Linked DNA regions of Ovis aries: region 1 is linked to region 2. A link is a contact called in public Hi-C data. All regions are on one chromosome and are shown on one strand. Each heading gives the region's core, a stretch centred on a gene start, on an enhancer-like site or on the middle of the called end of the contact. The rest is flanking DNA. Distances are from core to core; before and after follow the strand shown.

Region 1 (2,733 bases), core at 187-2,686, 140 kb after region 2:
CCTAATTTGTCTTTAAAACGAAACCAACTGTGCCCCTGAGGCTTTTTTGGGGGTGGTGGAAGGGGCTTCTGTAAGGAAAGTCAAGTCCAGGTTGTAATGACCCTCACTGGAGAACCAAACACTTGCACTGGGGTCGATTCGTGGGCCTCGGGTCGCTCCTCAGGGTAACCTCCATGTTAGTGCCGAGAGGTCTGAATCTAGAAACCCACTGAATGTTCAGCTTTTCATAACCAAATTAAGGTTATGTACATTGGTCATCATAACAGCTACCGAATTTCTTACTAGAAGAAGGCATTTCAGGGTTGTCATGGACTCCTTAAATCCTAGACAAACTTACTTGGCCCTGTACCCCTAGATTAAAAACTCCTGCTGCATCTGCTAAATACATTGTGTGTGACGTGAACATTCTTTTTCATCTGTTGATAGGTTTCTGATTAATAAGTACAAATAAATAAGTACAGATTAATTTAAAAGAAATACTGAATTCAGAGACTTTGTTGTTGTTATGTATGTTCTCCAAAGAGACAGTAAACGCCCTTACAGGTCCAGGAGCACGTTAAAAGGGGTCTTCCATCCCAGGGGTCCCCTATCCCTGCAGCATGGCTGAACCCCCAATGTCCCTTCTAAGACAGTGGGTCCTGCACTGGCGGGTCCCGAGGCCCAGGCATTGGAAGGCGTCTGTGCTTTTCGGGGTTTTTTTAATTTTATTTTATTTTATTTTTTCACGGAAATGCTGCAACCGCTGGTTGGCTCACCTGTATTTTAAGTTTTACTCTCCAATTATCACTGGGTTTTCCGGACGTAGACTGTCAGCCAGTGTCTAAAAAAATAACCAGCACGGTCCTGAGCCCGTGGCGCAGCCCTCGAGGGCGCTCTGGGTGAGCGCCCTGGGGAGGAGCCCTGACGCGCCCGGGCGTAGGCGGCCGGCCGGGCCGCAGCCAACCGCGGAATATCCTGCCCGCGAGCTCCCCCGCCTGGGCGCGCCGGCAGGCCCGGCCGAGACCAGGGAGCGCGCGGCGTTCCCGCGCGGAGGGGCGCGCCGGGCGTGGCGGCGGTGTGGGCGCCTTTCGGCGCCGGCTCCCGACAGCCCTCGGCGCCGGGCTGAGCGGCGCCAGGCCCGAGACGGTGCGGTTCCCGAACACCCTCTTCCCCGGCGGCTCGCGGACTGAAGGGAGACCGTGAGCAGAGGGGCGCACGCGCCGGCCTGTTCCTCATCGCTGACGACTCCAGGACGACCCCTCTCCCGGCTCGCTTCTCATTCCCTGAGATGCCCCCAAACCTGATTTCCACTTTGGCGACCAAACTTGGCCGGTTCGAGAATCCCCGGCCTGACTCAGTCCGAGACTCATCTGACAATAGCATCTGGCACCCGTACTGTATGTGTGCGTCTGCTGAATAAATAAAATATTTTATTTTTCATGTTTGAACGGTGTCTGTTTCAACAACATTTCAACAGTGAGCCCCTTGTTAGGAGTGGGTACAGTCTGTGATGTGCTGAGAAGGATGGGGGGCGGCCGAGGAAGTGGGAAAAACGCAGGAAGCTGCTGACTGAAAAGTCAGCTCCTAGAACCTATCCGGGCGCAGCGCCTGGTGCGGCGGAATTCCGCACGGAGGGCGAGAACCACGTGACCTCATCACGGAACTGGAAAGAAAGATGCTAAAGGGAGAGCCCGAAGGGGACAGTTACTTCCTGACAGCCGGGTACAGGCCCAGCTCTTAGAGGCACTAGAGACGTGCGATTGGGGAAACCTGAGACTCCAGGAGACCTGGGCAGAAGGAGGCCTGTCAAAAGCGCCCCAAATCCTCCTGCAGAGACAGAGCGACACATGGCGCCCCGCCCCCCCCCCCCCCCCCCCCCCCCCCCGCCCCCGACACACACACACCCGGGCTGCGGGCTCGGAGGGCAGATTCTAGGCCCGGCCCCAGGCTTCTCAGATCCTGTGGGACCAAGGCAGCCTGCAGGGGGCAAAATGTTCGTTTCTGCTGCTAGGCTGGGGCTGAAACCAGAGCCAAAAATAGAAGCTGAGATCAACTGAAAGGAATGAGACTGAACAAACGTGTGTATGTCGAAAACCCCGATGTGACACATAGTAAATTAATATTCCTAAACACGGGTGTAAAACGGGGTTACTCAGTGAGGAATGCTCGCATACATGAATGAACATTTGGAGGGAAAAAAAGAAGGTCTACATTATACATCAAAATAAACTCCATGTGGATTAAAATTCTAAATATTTTTAAGAACGTCATAGAAACACTATATTAAATAGGATAAAACAGATTTATGGGTATATGTCAGCATTCCCAAAGCTTTGAAACAAGAAACTGCAAAGGAAGACTAACATTCAAAAACTGGACAGGATTTTTAAAAGAAAAATGTTTACACAAAACAACAAACAGAAAATCCCTCAAATGTATAAAATTTTGTTTAAATATAAATATTAAAAAAACAAAGATTCCACTAACTCAATTTACAAAGAAGTATGTAGTTCAAGAGGAGAAATAAAATTAGTACACAAGTATAGGAGGAAATTTTCATTGTTCCAGATAATCAAACATTTTAAACTTCAAACAACTTTGAAAAATATTGCATCACTGTATTGTACACCTGAAACTAACATAATATTGTAAATCAATTATACTTTTATTAAAAAAAAACTTTGACATAGCACCATACATCTACTAAAGTTGCAGAAATGCCATAAAATTGTAATGCATGATGTTAGCAAAGCA
Region 2 (2,700 bases), core at 105-2,604:
TTCTTCTCTGAGGAATATCCAGAAAGGCCATAGGAGGCAAAACCATCAGAAGATATATACAAAGGGAATTAAACAGGCCTTCTCATCTATCAAAAGGCAAAAGAAATTCAAGAAAAATTTATTGCAAAGAGCTGGGTTCCTCTATATTTGGGCTAAGAAAGGTTTTTTTTTTTTTTAGCGCAATTCAAGTATACAAATAAAACAGAAAAATTGACTAAATATCTGATTACTTCAGAGAATGTGTTACCTGGTTCTATCAATCGAATTAATCCTTCATGATGGGCCACTTTGTCCTTCCAGCTCTTGGTCGTCTTAGTTGCCATCTCTAGCTTCTTTTTAACTCCCTGGAACAAGAGCAGACTTTAGACTCTGCAAACACACGGGTAGTTTAAGAGCCAAATAATGATTGGGTACTTGCTCCATGCCTGTGGATTATCTCATTAAGTCATTCCAGCCACAGAAACACGGGCTATTATTACCCCCATGGTACACAGGTGGAGACTAGGATTTGGAGCAGTTAAATAACCTGCTGTAAGCCCCCCAAGGACCTAATTCACACTAATTACAGATAATGTACAAGATACTCCTGTGCCAGTGATGCCTTACTGCCTCTTGACTCCAAATCCACCCTTCGCTGTCCTGCCTGTGACCCTCGCCAGCGGGCCCCCTTAAGCTTCGTCAGTGGAGGAGCTGGCAGGACACTGGAAGAGGTGGGGGCTTTGCCTCCAGGCTCCACTGTGCTCATCTCAGCAGCTCTCGTGGCACATGGGACACCCACGGTGTCCACTCCAGTGGGTTTCAGTAGCACCTCCCCTGTGGGAAGCTGCCACCAGTGCCCCAGAGGGTAGCTTCCCCATCACAGTGCCTTGTTGGGCTTTCCTGCCGTCCAGGGGCCAAGGCCATGCTCCCTCCAAGGAGGACTGGATCCCAGCACTGGGCTTACAGAGCAAAGAGTGTGTGTTCCTTCCCTGCGTGCTCTGTCTCAGCAGGGGTGGGGGCAGTGGCTGCTTCCTGTGTCTGCTCTTCCTGTATCCTTAGAGTTTTTCGGCTGCTCAGTAGGTAATCCCCTGTTGTAGTTAATAGCTAATTATATTAAACCTTCCTTGTTCAAATTACTGTGTGGTTTCAGTCTCCCGACTGAATTTCAACTGTTAACCTCACTGCCTGTGAAAAACCCTTACTTACAGCTAAGCAACATTCTTACACAGCTTTTTATGGCAGAGCAAATATCCTCTTGTTTTTAAATGTTTAAGAATTTAAATGCATGTATTTGCAGGGATGGGCGTAATGACCTCGTACTGCTCAAGTGCCTGTTTCCGCTCGAGCTCAAGCTGCTGCAGCTGCTCCAAGGCTTCCTGGAGGGCCTGCTCTTTGATGACGCGCTGGTTCTCCAGCTCCTGCTTCTCCGCTTCTGTGGTCTGAATAGCCTGCTGCTGCTCCAGATGCCACTTCTCCAGCTCGGCCCTCTTGGACGACTCTTCCTCCAGCAGCCTGAAATACAAGAGAGCTCAGGGTGACCGCACCCGACCTAGAAGATGACAAAGCACAGCAGAGCCTCAGAGGAGCCTGGAGGTCATCTAACCACCTCTCTTCTCACAAGAAGGGAACTAGGAGCCAGAGGGGCCCAGATTTGTGGGCAAGGTGACCCACGGTTCTGCTCCAAGCTCTGTTTCACCCTTTTATGAAAAAAAAAAATTAAAAATAACATGTACTGAAGACTTAATGGGCCAAGAAAGAAGTACATTTTTTCAACTGATCCTCACAATAGGCTTACGTACTATTATTATTCAGTTCAGAGATGAAGAAAGTGAGGCACAAAGGGTAAGTGACCTGGCCCAGGTCATTCACCTGACAGGCAGGTGGCAGGGCTGAGTTTTGAAATCTGTCTGGTTGCTACAACATTAAAACACTTTTTTATCTAGCAGAAACCTATTACCAAGGGAAAAGCTGACACACCAACAAAGACAGAGGAGGAGGAGCTGACGAAAGGTAGAGGGAGCAGATGGCAGAAGGAAGCAGAAGGTAGATGGGCCATCTACTGGCCGAGCACTGCACGCCAGGCTCTTTACCTTTGTTCCTGTGATCCCCCCAGCATTCTGCAAGGTGTTATTGTCCCTGCAGATGAAGTCAAAGGGTTCCAAAGCATGACGCACAGGTAAGCAACGGATTTCAACCCAGGCCCGCATGACTTCAAAATGTTATCTTTTAATAACAGGCTACCTATCGGAGGATATCCCAGGTTAAGCAGGTATTTAATAAATAAACTAACTTGTACCCCAAGTGTAGACAATGTGGTTAGACGCCGGCCCAGGACAGGACGCACGTCTACTGGCTTGATCGTCAGCATTACGGTAACAAACCTCACAGCAGGCCGGTTACTGCTGCCTAAGAGCATCTGCACGTCTAACAGCAGCAGAAATACAGTGACGGACTCTACAGCCACTATCTGACCACCCCGATCCTGCACCACTGTAAGAGTTCCCCCAATGACATCCCACAGGGTGGCCTCCAACCGGGTGTGACAGGCCACTGCTTCACAACCCGGGTCAGTTTATTTCTGGGCAGCCTTGATCCTTAAAAGTTTTCTCAACTAGGATGCGCTCTCCTATCTCCTCCCCCGGGTTCCACGAAGGGCCAGTGTGCTCCCTCTGAGTCGTCTCTCGGATGTGACATCGCAGTGAACGCTACCCTGCCACCCGG

The links. Hi-C and Micro-C count contacts between places; a contact is called where the count stands out from the background.
Region 1: a contact with region 2 is called in a Hi-C map of liver, with 6 times the contacts expected there. The contact joins two enhancer-like sites. A contact is called at or near these places in 2 of 16 Hi-C or Micro-C datasets (blood and liver).

What each region holds. Positions count from the first base shown.
Region 1 is chr15:42,767,960-42,770,692 of ARS-UI_Ramb_v3.0, forward strand. No RefSeq gene overlaps it. Among named protein-coding and RNA genes, the nearest start is that of WEE1, 31 kb to the right of the region's middle. Within about 2 kb of position 1,437, at least 45 of the 54 cell types and tissues checked have an H3K27ac peak or open chromatin away from gene starts, as enhancers often do. A contact at or near this core is called in liver, where this site is marked.
Region 2 is chr15:42,625,642-42,628,341 of ARS-UI_Ramb_v3.0, forward strand. SWAP70 (switching B cell complex subunit SWAP70) reads right to left here. Exons shown (of 12, transcript XM_004016163.5): 10 at 1,293-1,491; 11 at 248-344. Among named protein-coding and RNA genes, the nearest start is that of SWAP70, 74 kb to the right of the region's middle. Within about 2 kb of position 1,355, at least 7 of the 54 cell types and tissues checked have an H3K27ac peak or open chromatin away from gene starts, as enhancers often do. A contact at or near this core is called in liver, where this site is marked.